Linked DNA regions of Mus musculus: regions 1, 2, 4 and 5 are each linked to region 3. Evidence: chromatin contacts called from public HiChIP or PLAC-seq and promoter capture Hi-C data. All regions are on one chromosome and are shown on one strand. Each heading gives the region's core, a stretch centred on a gene start, on an enhancer-like site or on the middle of the called end of the contact. The rest is flanking DNA. Distances are from core to core; before and after follow the strand shown.

What was found. Promoter capture Hi-C pulls out the DNA fragments that hold promoters and counts their contacts. HiChIP or PLAC-seq counts read pairs in DNA pulled down with a chosen protein or histone mark. Capture Hi-C pulls out chosen DNA fragments and counts their contacts.
Region 1: a contact with region 3 is called in a promoter capture Hi-C map of adipose tissue, with 4 times the contacts expected there. The contact joins the promoter of Tet2 here to the promoter of Nfkb1 in region 3. A contact is called at or near these places in 5 of 39 promoter capture datasets (cranial neural crest, hippocampal neurons, liver and 1 more), 2 of 115 datasets of contacts at active chromatin or transcription factors (astrocytes and microglia) and 2 of 9 other capture datasets (adipose tissue and liver).
Region 2: a promoter capture Hi-C map of liver shows a contact between it and region 3, with 4 times the contacts expected there. The contact joins the promoter of Lamtor3 here to the promoter of Nfkb1 in region 3. A contact is called at or near these places in 5 of 39 promoter capture datasets (the C10 cell line, frontonasal cranial neural crest, hippocampal neurons and 2 more), 3 of 115 datasets of contacts at active chromatin or transcription factors (astrocytes, embryonic forebrain and thymic regulatory T cells) and 2 of 9 other capture datasets (adipose tissue and liver).
Region 4: a promoter capture Hi-C map of adipose tissue shows a contact between it and region 3, with 5 times the contacts expected there. The contact joins the promoter of Dnajb14 here to the promoter of Nfkb1 in region 3. A contact is called at or near these places in 13 of 39 promoter capture datasets (the 3T3-L1 cell line, 3T3-L1-derived adipocytes, the C10 cell line and 8 more), 3 of 484 Hi-C or Micro-C datasets (B cells, CD4 T cells and CD8 T cells), 13 of 115 datasets of contacts at active chromatin or transcription factors (astrocytes, bone marrow-derived dendritic cells, cardiomyocytes and 9 more) and 1 of 9 other capture datasets (adipose tissue).
Region 5: an H3K27ac HiChIP or PLAC-seq map of embryonic stem cells shows a contact between it and region 3, with 6 times the contacts expected there. The contact joins the enhancer-like site here to the promoter of Nfkb1 in region 3. A contact is called at or near these places in 1 of 39 promoter capture datasets (liver) and 4 of 115 datasets of contacts at active chromatin or transcription factors (SST interneurons, bone marrow-derived dendritic cells, embryonic forebrain and 1 more).

The regions. Positions count from the first base shown.
Region 1 is chr3:133,542,974-133,545,673 of GRCm38.p6, forward strand. It overlaps Tet2 (tet methylcytosine dioxygenase 2), which reads right to left and starts at 1,417. Exons shown (of 11, transcript NM_001040400.2): 1 at 1,227-1,417.
Region 2 is chr3:137,917,159-137,919,858 of GRCm38.p6, forward strand. Lamtor3 (late endosomal/lysosomal adaptor, MAPK and MTOR activator 3) reads left to right here and starts at 1,397. Exons shown (of 7, transcript NM_019920.2): 1 at 1,397-1,505; 2 at 1,715-1,760. The coding sequence starts at 1,752.
Region 3 is chr3:135,690,297-135,692,996 of GRCm38.p6, forward strand. Nfkb1 (nuclear factor of kappa light polypeptide gene enhancer in B cells 1, p105) reads right to left here and starts at 1,251. Exons shown (of 25, transcript NM_008689.2): 1 at 827-1,251.
Region 4 is chr3:137,866,330-137,869,029 of GRCm38.p6, forward strand. It overlaps Dnajb14 (DnaJ heat shock protein family (Hsp40) member B14), which reads left to right and starts at 1,346. Exons shown (of 8, transcript NM_001033155.1): 1 at 1,346-1,727. The coding sequence starts at 1,595. It overlaps H2az1 (H2A.Z variant histone 1), which reads left to right. Exons shown (of 5, transcript NM_016750.3): 5 at 57-593. The coding sequence ends at 118.
Region 5 is chr3:137,826,493-137,829,192 of GRCm38.p6, forward strand. No RefSeq gene overlaps it. Among named protein-coding and RNA genes, the nearest start is that of Gm31678, 25 kb to the left of the region's middle. Within about 2 kb of position 1,374, at least 32 of the 459 cell types and tissues checked have an H3K27ac peak or open chromatin away from gene starts, as enhancers often do. A contact at or near this core is called in embryonic stem cells, where this site is marked.

The DNA of each region.
Region 1 (2,700 bases), core at 167-2,666, 2.1 Mb before region 3:
TCTTTTAACAGGACCTTCTCAAGAGTCTGGCCAGGCCTCACTTGGTTTCGCCAAACGTAGAAAACTCTCCATAGAAGAAACCCTATAAGCTTTCTAACAGTTAGCAAGCAGGTCTAGGGAAGAGAGTCAAGCTCTGAGTGAAGAGTGAGGAGGGGTGTTTGTGAACGACCAAATAAAAGAGTGAGTGCCAGAGTGAAGGAAATTTGGGATGGGACTTGTTAGAGATCTTCTCTGGGATTGGGTTTCATTTCTTCGGGCGCCCCTGACCTTGCCTTCTCCAACTCCAAACGCTTCGCCCGCCCCCTCCCCCGGCCTGCGCCTGCCTTTGTGTGTGCCTGTCACTTAAGGGGAACAGAACGAGCTGATTCGGGGGCAGCACAAAGCCAACACACAGATTTGCACAGATTCTCTTACACACATTTCCCAAACTGGAAGGCACAGCCCACTCTGAGCTTGTGAACCTTGAGAAAAGTGGGTTCTGGTCTTGTTTCAGGGAGCAGAGAAACTATTCTTTCCCCTCTCACTTAGCGCCAATAACAAAACGCGAGGACTCAAGAGAAAAAAAGAAAGAATGGAAAAAAAAAAAAAAGCCCTCCACGTAGTGGATCCTGAATCTACACACTGTGACATCTGTCTAGTGTAGTCCACGAGGGGACAAACGTGTTGGAAGCCAGAGACACAAACCCAGAACAGGACCCAAACAAGCACTACTGGAGATAAAAGAGTCAAACACACCGGGTCAGTGTTCTTTCCGGGGTGTCTGAGGATGAACTAGGGGCTCCCTGGACTTATACTAAGAACAGGGGAGAGGAGGATCAAAAGAGAAAGTGGTGGTCCCCAAAGATGAACTCTTTCAGGAAGGCAGCCCCAAGAAAACACTCACTTTCCTGAGACTAAAAGGCCAGAAGAGCGGCTGGTGGGAGGTACAAAGGTAAGTTTTCTGGGTACAGAGGGGAGACACGCATTAGCAGGAAGAAGGGACCACAGAAGTGCAGGTCGCAGGAGAAGGGGGTGCTGAATTAAAACTATATTTGTCAGCCATGTTGAAGAAGCTCCTGTAATTTGTGAGGCTTCCCTCTTCCCTCTTAGTATTTGTGGGTGACATGACAGTCCCCGCAAGGCCGAGAGAAAGAGAGGGAGATTGGAAAGGGACCATTCCGCAGCCGTCAAGAGCGAGGAAAGAAAGAGAGAGAGAGAGAGACAGGCGCGGACCTCAGCGCTCTGACCTGGTTCTGGTCCCTCAGCCTCGCAGTCCACCGCCGTCGCAGCCGGGTCTCCTTTCTAACAAATCCTACAGGGCAGCCATCTTGCTTCCTTCTGCTCCTCTACGAAAGCAGCCTCGCCTCCGCATCAATATTCATAAGGCAGTTTGACGTCTGTTCTCTAGGCTCGGCGGGGCCGGCTCTCAGGCGGCCGCCGAGGGGGCGGACGTGACTGGCATGCGAGCGGAGCGGGCGCGAGCGCGGGAGCGGGCCGTGCGCTCGCTCCCTCGCGGAGGCGCGGCGGGACCCGGGGCCGTGCGCTCGCTCCCTCGCGGGGACGCGGCGGGACCCGGGGCCGTGTGCTCGCTCCCTCGCGGAGGCGCGGCGGGACCCGGGGCCGTGCGTTCGCTCCCTCGCGGGGACGCGGCGGGACCCGGGGCCGTGCGCTCGCTCCCTCGCGGGGGCGCGGCGAGTCCCGGCTGCGCGCTCACTCCCTCGCGGGGGGCTAGGGGACCTCCTCTGCTCGGCTCCTCCCCGGCCTTTCCTGAGCCCCGGGTGCCGCCGGCCGCACACCCACGCGTGGGCGGCCTCCGCGCCTCTGTCTCCCGCGGGGGCCGCGTAGGCACTTGGAAACTCTGCGCCCTCCTGCGCGCTCCAGGGGCCCCTGGCTCCCCGCGCTCCCGCTGCCAGCACCTCACCAGTCGTCTCCCCACTCGCCCCCACACCCTGCCACCCCCTTCCCTGTCGCCCAGCCAAGCCGCTCCCCATTTCCCCAAAGGCCGTGCCGGGAGAGCTAGAGGGGCCTGGGCGCTAAAGTCTCCACTCTGCAGCAATCCGGCGGCGCCGGGGCTCTCCCCGCCCAGGCCCACCTTCTGTTTACTTTGGCCACGTGGGCCGCGCAGGGGGTGCTGTCTCGCAGAGCCCAGAGGAGCGGTGTCACCGAGCCCCTGCTTGTCACTCGAAAGAATTAAGCCAGCAGTTTCTAATGTTCAAGGCGCCCCCGTAAGTTCCTCTATTTTGCACAAATTTCCACTCCGTACGGTAAAGTAATGAAGAAACCGCCTTGTGGGAAGCTGAATTCCGAACAAGCAGAGAGCGCTCAGTTTTCCCTGAAGTTCAAGGCTTGTGCGCACCAGCTCTTCTGCTGGCACTTCCGTTTTTTAAACTTACATTTTAAATGTTCCTTTTGGTAATTATTAACTTTTGAAGATGAGATCGAGGCAAATTCATAGGAATCATGAGACAGTAGTTTAGGAAATTTGTGCTCACACATCCACCCACCCTCCTCCTGTCTTCAAGTTTTCAGTCACTGAATGTTACGTTTTAATAGGTAATCTGGGAACCTCTTCTGTGGGATCGGTTGCGTTCACAGCAACCTTAAGTCTACTTTAACACTATTATATTGTCTGTAATGCACCCTTTCTTTGTGTGTGTGTGTGGGTGGGTGTTCTTTAGAAATGAGGCCTGGAACCAACTAACTCTCTCTCTAACTCTCTCT
Region 2 (2,700 bases), core at 147-2,646, 2.2 Mb after region 3:
AAACTTAAACTAAAACCCAAAGGATGAACAAAAGGGGGGCTGAGACACTAAAGAACAACTTCATGCACAGTGGGCCAACCAATGCTATCACAAACACGCTGGCTCACACAGCTGAGCGGGCCTGCCGGAGATCAAGCCAGCCAACATTCTAGCATGCAGTGGGGATGGTTGGTGAGCCTACCTACACTGAAGTGCTATGGGCAATTGATGGCTTCTGAGAGAGGTGTCAGTGTTCTTTAAGGGTGATCTCTGGTAGGTTGGCCATGCTCCATTGGCTAGTCCCACAGGCCCCGGAGATGATCAGCCCAAACTGGACTTGATAGGTTATGGGGGCGGGGGGGGAGGACACAGTTTGAAGGGTACAGACATGGGGGTGAACCTAAGGGGAGTTAGAGCAGAAGAGTCAGGGGTAAATATGATCAAAATGCATTGTATGAAATTCTCAAAGAATAAAAGTATTAAAACTTTGTGGAAATGAAAAGAAACTTGAGTGGCGATTTAGTAAAAGAATTCCAAAGTAGGTGCTCCTAGAGAGCTTACCGTTTTCTTTAACGGTACACGACTGTTAACATCTGCAGCAAAAGCCATCAGCTTCCATTCCCCCTCCCCGCCCTCCCCCCACTCCCCCCAGCTCAGGCAGCCACTGGGGAGTATTTAGATCCCAGGTGATTTTCGTTTGTCCTCAGGGTTTCTACCAGAGTCTCCTAAGCGGATTACATGGCTGCCCTCTACCACAAAAGAGTTATCAACGCGTCAGTAATGAGAAACACCGGGCCAAAGCAAATGGAGAAGCCTCCCTTTTGCTAAGCTTTCTTGCCTTGCCCTTACAGTGGGCTTTCTTGAATGTACAAACACCAACAAAAAATATAGGCAGTTTTTATTTTATTTTAAGAAGATACAACAAATGCAGGCCCAAGAGCCAAAGCAGGCAGCCCAGTGCATGCGTGTTCAAAACGGACTTAGCAAACGAGCCCATAGGCCCATGGCTCCTGCACTTCTAGGTAAAAACCCAAGAGAACATGTGGTAGCAGCACCGTTAGGAAACTGGCTTGTAAATTAGGTTATCCAAGGACCTGGGACTTCTAATAAGTAGGCTGCTCAGTTTGTTCTCCTCAAACGTCTTCATTCATAAAGATTTACATAATGGGTCTGGGAAAGGTGTACACATACTCCGCACAGGATCATCTTCCGTTGTAGGTGAGTTGGATGGAAATTAAGGTGCAAGGACCGCAGATGCCAACCCAGCTGCTCGTGGCGCAGCGCGCAGGCGCAGGAAAAAAAAAAAAAGCCTCCAGGGGGCGGGGCGGCCGCGCGCGCAATTTCCGCCCGGGTCTCCCCGGAAGTTCCGAGTCCCGGTACTGGAGGGTGCAGCAAGTGCTTCCTGGATCCCGCGGAGGTCACGAGTAATGTGACAGCGACTTGACAGGCGGCTTCAGAGAGGCGACTGAACTGCGGGAACACCGGGGCAGGTCTTCCCAGGCTGGAGCGCGCGTGCGTCTGCAGAGGTCGCCGCTCCTCTCAGCTCGGGGACAGAGTGGGTGGGGAGAGGTGGGCTGGCCACCGGGCAGGGTCCCCGGGAACCTCCCCACTCCCTTGACGGAGATCCAGGGCTCTCGCTTGGCCCTGGAGAGGGTGGATCTCGTGATGCTGTCTGGGTCTGGAGAGGGTGACTAAGCCTCGGGTGCGGGGGAAGTCACGGAAGTTTTCCTTCCAGGAGTGGAGATCGATTCTGCGAGGAAAAGGGGTTCATCATGGCGGATGTAAGTTGACACCCCTTCCCAAGAAAAAGGGGAGGTGGGAGGTTTGCATACGGCTTCTGAGAGGAGAAAGGTAGAAATGTGTTTCAGCCTCGCCTCTCTTCCTGGATTTGTAGTAAGGACTTGCAGGGGCCTGAGCTTCTGTCAGGACCGGTTGTGATGGGCCACTAAGGTGCTTTAGCCTCAGAGAACTATATATTCTTCCACCTCCTAATCCTATTGGAGCATACAAGAACTCTGTGTGGGTGGCACTGGAAATTCTGAAGGATGACTGGCCGCCCTTCCAGTCAGTACCTGTTCATAGGACAGTGCTCTGAATCCTCTCCCAGTAAATAATGCTCTTGGTGTCTCAGTAGGCAGTGTTGGGAGTCTAAAAGGATGGCTAACGCGTGCCCCCTTAACAAGCTATGTTCCGTTTCTATGTGTCTGTTTAAGACGAGAGCAAAAGTAAGTTTGTGGTGGTAACGTGGGAAAGGACACTCATTCAGTTTGGGAGATAGAGGTTCAAAACAGCACACATTTAGAGTGGAGGTCATAATTGTCAGTATCTTTGCCAAGAAGCTGAATGTTAGAATAGTTTATCGGAATTAGGATCATTTAAAAAAAAAAATTCATGGGCAATCTGGATGCCCGGACATGGGAAGAGATTTATAGAGGATTCTCAAGTGAATACGGTAGCATCCGGATGTAAAATATTAGGAAGCACGTGACCTCATTTTACAGCAAATCTGTATTTGTGTGTCCCAATTCCAAGTACACTGACATAGCCCTTACTAACCTTTGACAGCGTTCTTAGGTTGTAGGGTCTGTGATTATCCCTGTAGACATGTAACGAAGCATATAATGAAACTGAGGCCTAGAAAAAGGTTAACTAACTTCTCCCAAGTTATACACGTCAGAGATGAAATGCCAGTGACAAGTGGTGAGTTCATGTCCTTTAGGG
Region 3 (2,700 bases), core at 1-2,500:
CCACTTAAGTTTTAGACTCGACCCATAAACAGAGCCAAGATTGGTGTCTGTCTCAGAAGACCGAAGGAAGCCTACATGTAGCAGAGGCGTCATGTTTGTATCGTTTTCTGTTTTGGAGGTCAGGCACAAAACATGGTGCCATTATCCTAGAGTTTCCCCGTAATCAAAAGTCTGAAAGGTGCTATTAGTAGGTAATTTCTCTCTCAAATGCCAGCCCTGGAGAATCGGTGTGAGGCCCTCCTTATTATTTTGAAAATCAAAGTTGAGATTTGGCAGCTGAATGCATGATATGTGTGTGTATGGGGAGGGGGGGGTGTCTATCTCAGATTGGTAAGTGGGCCCCAGGTTCTCCCGAGGGACTGATTCTTAGGAGCTGGGAAGGGCTTTGCCAGCCAGGAGGACTGACAGGCACTTCTGCTTTCATTTCACTGACCGCCCTTTGGTGAAATCTGGCTGTGCACTGCACCAAGCACCTTTCTATCTGTCCTAGGCCGGTGGCGGACCTCAGCCTGGCCGCCACCACCCCACCCCAACCCCGCCGCAGGGGCTTGGGTACATCTTTCTAAAACTTTGCAAGAGTTCCTCTCCGCTTCCCGTTCCCGCCCGCGGAGACGCCGAGGGCCCCGCCAGCCGGCCCGCAAGGCCTCGGGGCCGCCCAGTGCGGATGTGCCCTTTCCCCGCAGCCGGGGCCGCTCGATCCGCGACTCCTGCTTGGGGCTCTCCCCTAGTCCCCCCCCGAACCCCGGGAGCTTCGAGCCAGTGGGACCCGCTGCACCGTGGTGCGGAGAGCTGGCGGCTCCGTTCCTCTACCTGCCCCGGGGCTTACCCTGGAGATGCGGCGCGGCCTCTCCTCGCCTGCGGGCTCCCGCTGCGGAGCGGCGCGGACCGGCGGGAGCCCGAGCCGGGTCGGGGCGCGGGCGGGCGGGCGGGCGGCTCAGCGGCGCGCCATGGCTGCGGCGCGGGCGGAGAAGCGCGGGGCGGGCCGGGCGCGGCGGGGCCCTGAGCTCCGGCCTGCGCTGCTAGAGCCGGCCCGCGAGCAGGCCGAGGGCGGCGGCGGCGGCGGCGGCGGCGGCAGGCCGGGGGCGCGCAGGGCACGGGAAGCCGTCAGCGCGCAGCCGGGCTGCTCGGGTGGCGAAACCTCCTCTTCCTGCCCGGCTCGCCTCGGTACTTCTCTCTCGTCCTCTCTCGCTCACTCTCTCACTTCCTGGCTGGAAATTCCCACTGACGTCGAGAGAGAGCAGACAGACGGACGGACCCACGCGCGCGCGCACAGCGGGGGCGGGAGGTGGGGTCGCCTCCGGGGGTGGGGGAAGCCCGCGCGCCCCGACCCGGCGCCCCGAACCCCAAGCCCCGCGGCGGCCGCGACGCCCCCGGGAGGCGCCCGCAGCCCAAGGGCAGGCCCGGACAGCTGGAGGCCACGGGAGACCGGCCTGGTCCCCACGCGCTGGGCACAAAAGTCAATCTCATCTGCTTGTTCCCTCCTCTGGGGGTCTCGGCTACACTCAGATCGCTCCATAGAGCGGACAGGAATTTCGAGATCGTAGCTGAGGTTCTCTCCAGAGAACCATGAATTTATATTGGGTCTGGATGAAGTCTTCAATCCGCTCGATTATTTCAGCCACAGCGCATTGTCCGGCCTGTGTGATCATCGCTGTGGATGGAATTAGAGCGACAGTGAGACCCGCAGTGTTGGTTCACAGCTCATAAATCCTTATCCGGCTCAAGGGAGGTTATTTTTCTGGAGAGGCCTCCCACTGATGACCGTTTGCGAGCATTTGAGCGTCTTTATTCTTTGGGCAAAGTGCCTCCATGGGCCAGGAATGACAGCCTGGGGCTAGGTAGCTCCCAAGTGAGTTTTGACTTAAACCTATTTTAGAGTTCGGGGGTCTCACTACTGAGTTCAAGTGGAAATACAACTTTGAAAGGCCAGGGATCAATCAGGTAGTGAGCATGCAGTTTTATTTTGGTACTTAACCCTCCGCTCAGCGTTCCACTTATGAAGTTATAAAAAACCCTCTCAGTGGGATGTTGTTGAGGGAAACACAGGTGCCCCCCCCCACACTGTATATTAGAGAGTCTTTAAGTGACCTTAAAGAGCCCTGTAATCAACCTTAAAGCTATATCATTAAATTGTAGAGACCGTTTTGCCATCTAGAGTTCAGAGGCTTCCTATAGATGGAAGACAACGATGGTTGTTATTATTTATGGGACATTAGAAATTGTAACCTACGGGCCTGGGAAATGACTCAACAGAGTGGTCGTTGGGATCTTTAGCATTCCTGCAGGTGGGGGTATCTGTAACCTCAGCGGACAGTTGGACCTGGAACTCATTGGATAACTAACAAAGCCAAGCGCTGAGTGACAGAAAGTGACAAACACAGACCTCTGTGAGAGAGAGTGGGGGTGGGGGGGACAGAGGGAGGGGGAGGGGGAGAGGGCAAGAACTGTGTCCTTGTTACTATTTAGCACATTGCTATATAGTATATAAAATGATTCTTTTCCCTGATGATATAAATACAAAGCCTGAAAGCTCTGGTGAAACAACAAAGTATAAAGTGTTTGTCTTTCCTCTGAGGACTAGGTGGGATGGGGAAAACTCTACAGTCTGCAAGGTGGGGCAGTCCCATTGTCAAAGGCACATAAATAAGACTGTTACAAAGGTAGAGGCAATGGGATATACTACTAGAACACAAGTTGAAG
Region 4 (2,700 bases), core at 96-2,595, 2.2 Mb after region 3:
ATTGTTTTTTTAAATGTTTATCCAGAAGGTAGACTTAATCTGTGTCCCTCTCCTAGGTGTCATCCCACACATCCACAAATCGCTGATCGGGAAGAAAGGACAACAGAAGACTGTTTAAGGATGCCTGGATTCCTTATTATCTCAGGACTCTAAATATTCCTAACAGCTGTCCAGTGTTGGTGATTCCAGTGGACTGTATCTCTGTGAAAAACACAATTTTGCCTTTTTGTAATTCTATTTGAGCAAGTTGGAGGCTTAATTAGCCTTCCAACCAACCAAATTTCTGCATTCGAGTCTTAACCATATTTAAGTGTTACTGTGGCTTCAAAGAAGCTATTGATTCTGAAGTAGTGGGTTTTGATTGAGTTGACTGTTTTTAAAAAACTGTTTGGATTTTAATTGTGATGCAGAAGTTATAGTAACAAGCATTTGGTTTTGTACAGACATTGTTTCCACTCTGGTGGATAAGCTCAATAAAGGTCATATCCCAAACTAGCTTTAAACTTGCTTAATAATCGGGACTTACCTTAGATCTCACTCAGCAACAAGTACATTCTCTGCTTACTAATTAAACAGTGCATCTGTAGTCATAACCCCGTGGTACTTTTGTTGTTTCTTTGTATCATATGACCTCTTAGGGTCTTAAAACTTGGGAAGAAGCTGGAGGTAACTGCTTTTGGCGTCCCCCCCCCCCCCAATTGACAGTTAACTAATGTGAAAGGGCCTGTATCCTAAGGTGGGACACAAGTACAGAGACCCTCAGGGTACAACGAAAGTACCTCCACCGAATGAACTTCGGATATAATTTGCTTTTAGTGACCAGACACAGGTGTGAAATGCTAGTCACATCTTGATTCATGCCAAGCATGTTCCATTATTATACATTGACCCCTTTCCCCTCCCTGAGCCTTAAGACATGTATCCTAATTCCTGGAGCAAATCAAACAGAATAGGAGGTGCTTAAGCAGCCTATGTGGATGAAAGAACTTCCTGCCTTACAGCTGCTTTAACCCAAAGAGCTGCATTGTACCTGCCAGGTGGCAGGTGGGTCAGATGTGCCGCTGAGAAGGGCTGGGGAACTGCGGGGGTTGGGGGTTCCAGGGCTTCCGATCCAAAGCAGGAAGCGCCTGTAGGACGAATCCATGCGGCAATCACTCCCTAACGGAGGCCCAGGGCTTCCCAAGACCTAAGGGCCAGGAGGCCTGGCCTCTGATCCTTGTGGATCTGGTCGTGAGGGTCCCTGTCCCCACCCCGGTGGCGCGGAAGGCGGGCTCCGGGCCACACCGGAGCCTAGGGGCCGGGGCGTCCGCGCTCCGCCAACCCACGGCCTCCCCGCCCTCCTCCCGGGTTACCGCGTCGGCTTTACGGTCCGCCAGGCCCGGGAGGGACGCGGCTGGCGCCGCTGCGGCCGCGGGGGGCGGGGAGGCGGCCGTGAGGAGGCGGAGCTGCGAGGCCGCCCGTCGCCGGGCCGCCGCCGCGGTGCCCGCTCCTCCCCGCGCCGTGCCGCGCCGTGCCCCGCCCGGCCGCCTCGCCTCCTCCGCGGCGGGCCCCCCTCGCAGCTGCGCGGCCGCGGACACCGAGGCAGGCGCGAGCCATGGAGGGCAACCGCGACGAGGCGGAGAAATGCGTGCAGATCGCTCGCGAGGCCCTGAGCGCCGGCAACCGCGACAAGGCCCAGCGCTTCCTCCAGAAGGCCGAGAAGCTGTACCCGCTGCCGGCCGCGCGCGGTGAGCCCCGGCCCCCGCCGTGACCCCGGCCCCCGCGCCCTGCGCCCCGCCGGCCGCGGCCGCTCCAGCACTCAGGGACACAGGCGGGGCGCTGTGGGGTGCTGGGTGACGGGTCCCCTCCCCAGATCAGCCTAGGCCCCTGTGAAGTGACAGGAGCGGGGACTCCAGCGGCTTCTCGGGCTTCACCATCCCCGGGTTCTGTAATTTGTCCGTTCCTTAAGCAAGTATCTTCGAATACCTTAGATGACACTGCTTTTCCCAGGGAGGAGAGAGCCCTTACAAGACAGCTCCACTTTCGAAAGGGATGGTGAAGTTATTGATGATTCCTAAATAGTGTCTGGTTTGATATGGCACCGTAAGTACCCGCAAGTTCGGTACATCGCTAAAGAGTAGGCTATGGACTTACCCTACTTTAATTCACCTTATTCATTGTCTAACTCTACAGTCAACACAACACTCACAAAGCGCCACGAGTTGTGCCTAGTATTTTATATGCCCCTCTTATTCCTCAGAAAAGTACCGTGTTATTTGACCATGTGCAGAAACTTTTGCCAAATGAATGAATGAATGAATGAAATGAATGAAAATACCTTGCCCAAGGTCGTATAGGAATGGGCAAAGTCATAATAGGCACTGAGTTTTAATCTCTACAAGGCCTTTACTACCGTTTTTTGGTTTTGTCTTTTTTTTTTTTTCCCATGCCCATAGGATGACATTTAACTGTTGTTGAAAGAATTTCCAGGTTAAGAGGATTAAGAGGAAACTTGATAAGCAGCCCCCTGTTTTAATTTATTGTTTTCTTAATTCTTTTTACATCGTTGAAGCCTTTTATCTCTGCTGATTTTCACTTTACCTTTTTGTTAGCATTGGGACAGGGCAGGAAAAGATAGTGAAAGAAAAGTTAATTGTAAAAAGTGTGAAATAAAAATTATCATTTTTAGGTGTACAGTTTAGTAGTGTTAAGTATTTTCAT
Region 5 (2,700 bases), core at 124-2,623, 2.1 Mb after region 3:
AAGAATGTCTCTGCACCTGCAGGGAAAAATTAAGAATGCGTAACACAGACATCTGTACTTCCTGACCTGTGCCACCTTGCTCACTTGCAGAAGGACTTTGGCTGGTGCTGGGAATCAAATCATAAACTTAATTTCTGCTTCCCTCTGCATTGGTGGTCCTTAAGCAGAGGGCAGGCTTGTTGGCAATTAACTTGGAAATGCTGGATTTGCTGGACTTAGCCTAGAAGCTGGAGCTAGGTTCCAGTTTTGTTGGGAGAGATTAACCTGGAGATGCTGGTCTTGTTGTGGAGGTAACTTGGAAACCAATGTTTATAGTACTGGCCTGTTAGTTACCTGAGTTTAAGTTCCCTAAAATGGAGTCTGAACTTAAAAGATTCTGTCTCTCAATGGGACAGTACTGCGAGAGGTGCCAGCTACCCTTAGGCAAGTGGGCCCGAGAGGTTGTATAAGCAAGCAAGCTGAGCAGGCCATGGGAGCAAGGCAGGGAGCAGCGCTCCTCATTGATCCCGGGGTCAATTCTCACCTCAGCACTGGACTACAGTCCTGTAAGCTGAAATGTACCCTGTTTAGTCAGCATTTTATCACAGCAATAGAAAGCAAACTAGAACAGCTATCAAACCCAGAGCCTCTTGTATGCTAGGAAAAGACTAGTGAGCCATCCCCAGCCCTGAGTCTTAAGTTTTCAGTGGATGAGAAGAGAGATTTGTTATGGACTAAAAGCTGGCAAACAAAACAAAACAAAACAAAACAAACAAACAAAAACCCTTTCTCCCTTTCTCTAGAGGGCCAAGCAGCAAATCCTGGAGGCTTTATGTGCTGCACGTCTCAGTTATTGCTAGTTGGAAGCACTTCTCTGGTCTGAAGGCCAGAGGCTCAGATCTAACAAGCAGGCTTTGGGCTCTGCAGTAGCTTGAAGGCAGGTTGTGTCCACCAAAATTCATGAGTGAAGACTCAGGCCACAAAGCAGCAGTATTAAGGGGAGGTCATTTAACCGGATTGCTACTTTTCTTCTCCTAAAAGTGAGTTCTCATTCTCACAGGATTGGATTAGTTAGAGAGAGAGAGAGGCTGTGATAAAAATAACGCACGGCTCGGCTCTCACCAGACATGGCTGCCCGCTCACAAGCTTTGCAGCCTCCCAGAGCCACAAGAGTCAAAAGTAAACCTCTTAGCTTTATAAATGGGTCTCTGGAGTTCTGTTATAGCAACAGAAAACAGGCTACAGCAGAGGCACTGTCTGACAGCCCCTGCTACTGACGACAAAAGCCGGAGAGATTAGAGAACAAATCCATGAATGTCCATCACAGACACTAGACAGAGGAGTTAGAAATCAGGGGGGAGGCGGGGGAGATCTGCTCCAAACCCGGAAGGGTGAGCGATAAAAAGGCACCCTAGACAGCAGGGACTGCGCGTGTCAAGACACAAGCAAGGCAGTGAGTTAGCAGATCCTCTAAACACACAGGCCTCCAGGAAGGAAGAATACATTTGGGCCCTCGAGGAGGAGGCAGCTGGGGGAGGGGGCGATGTTTAGAGAAGGTTATAAATCATGGCGACAATCACTGATCTCGATGCTCTGCTTACACTGAAACCTTGCAGATTATAAAATCCCCATTACACTGCTTTGTCGAAGCACTAGCAGAGGCCAGGGTGTCTCCCTGAAATTTGCCACAAGACAGCTTTAAACACTAACAAAAATCTTACGAATTTTAACAACTCCAGAGGTGGGAAAAGAGCCCATAAAAGGAGAGGCAGGTGGGAACCACAGCCCAGATGCTTTCAAGGAAATTCTGGCTTTACAAACCACCTTACTGAACTATGATTGACACACAGAGAGCTGCGCCTCCTTAGTCTACGTAATTTAATGAGTTTACAGTTGTAAGCCATTACCATAGCCCAAGCCTTAAGGATCTGTGGCCTTTCTCACCTGCCTTTTTTTTTTTTTTTAAGATTTATTTATTATATATACACTGTAGCTGTCTTCAGACACTCCAGAAGAGGGCGTCAGATCTTGTTACAGATGGTTGTGAGCCACCATGTGGTTGCTGGGATTTGAACTCTGGACCTTCAGAAGAGCAGTCGGGTGCTCTTACCCACTGAGCCATCTCACCAGCCCCTCATCTGCCTTCTTGATCAACAATCATTATTGGTTTTGTTTGGTTGGTATTTTCTTCAAAGCCACGCAGACCGCATTCTCTAATGTCCCCAGCAATGCCAAGAGCCTGAGGAGAGACCCTCACGCCTCCTCCTCGTGGTTTCTGCTCTCTGCACATTCACAGATTCTTCTCTTGTAACAAACGTGCAAATGATCCCTGTCGCTGTCAGCTTTGGATGCCAACTTGACACAAATCCATAGTCAACTGGGAAGAGGGAACCTCAGCTAATGAATTGCCCAAGCTCACACTGGATGGTGGCCAAGTTGGGGAGGTATATTCTTTGATGCTTGTTGACGCAGGAGGCCCAGACCACTATTGGAAGTGTTGTCCTTAGGCTACTGGGCCTGAGCTGGGTAAGAAAGGAGGCTGAGCAACCCAACTAACACCGTTCCTCCAGGGTCTCTGCTTCAGCTCCTGCCTCCAGGCTCCTGCCTGAGTTCTTCCTTTGGCATCTCTTGATGAAGGACTGTAATCTAGAGGCTTGAAATGAACCCTTTCCTCCCCAGGTTGTTTTTAGTCAATGTATTTAGCACAGCAACAGAAAGCAA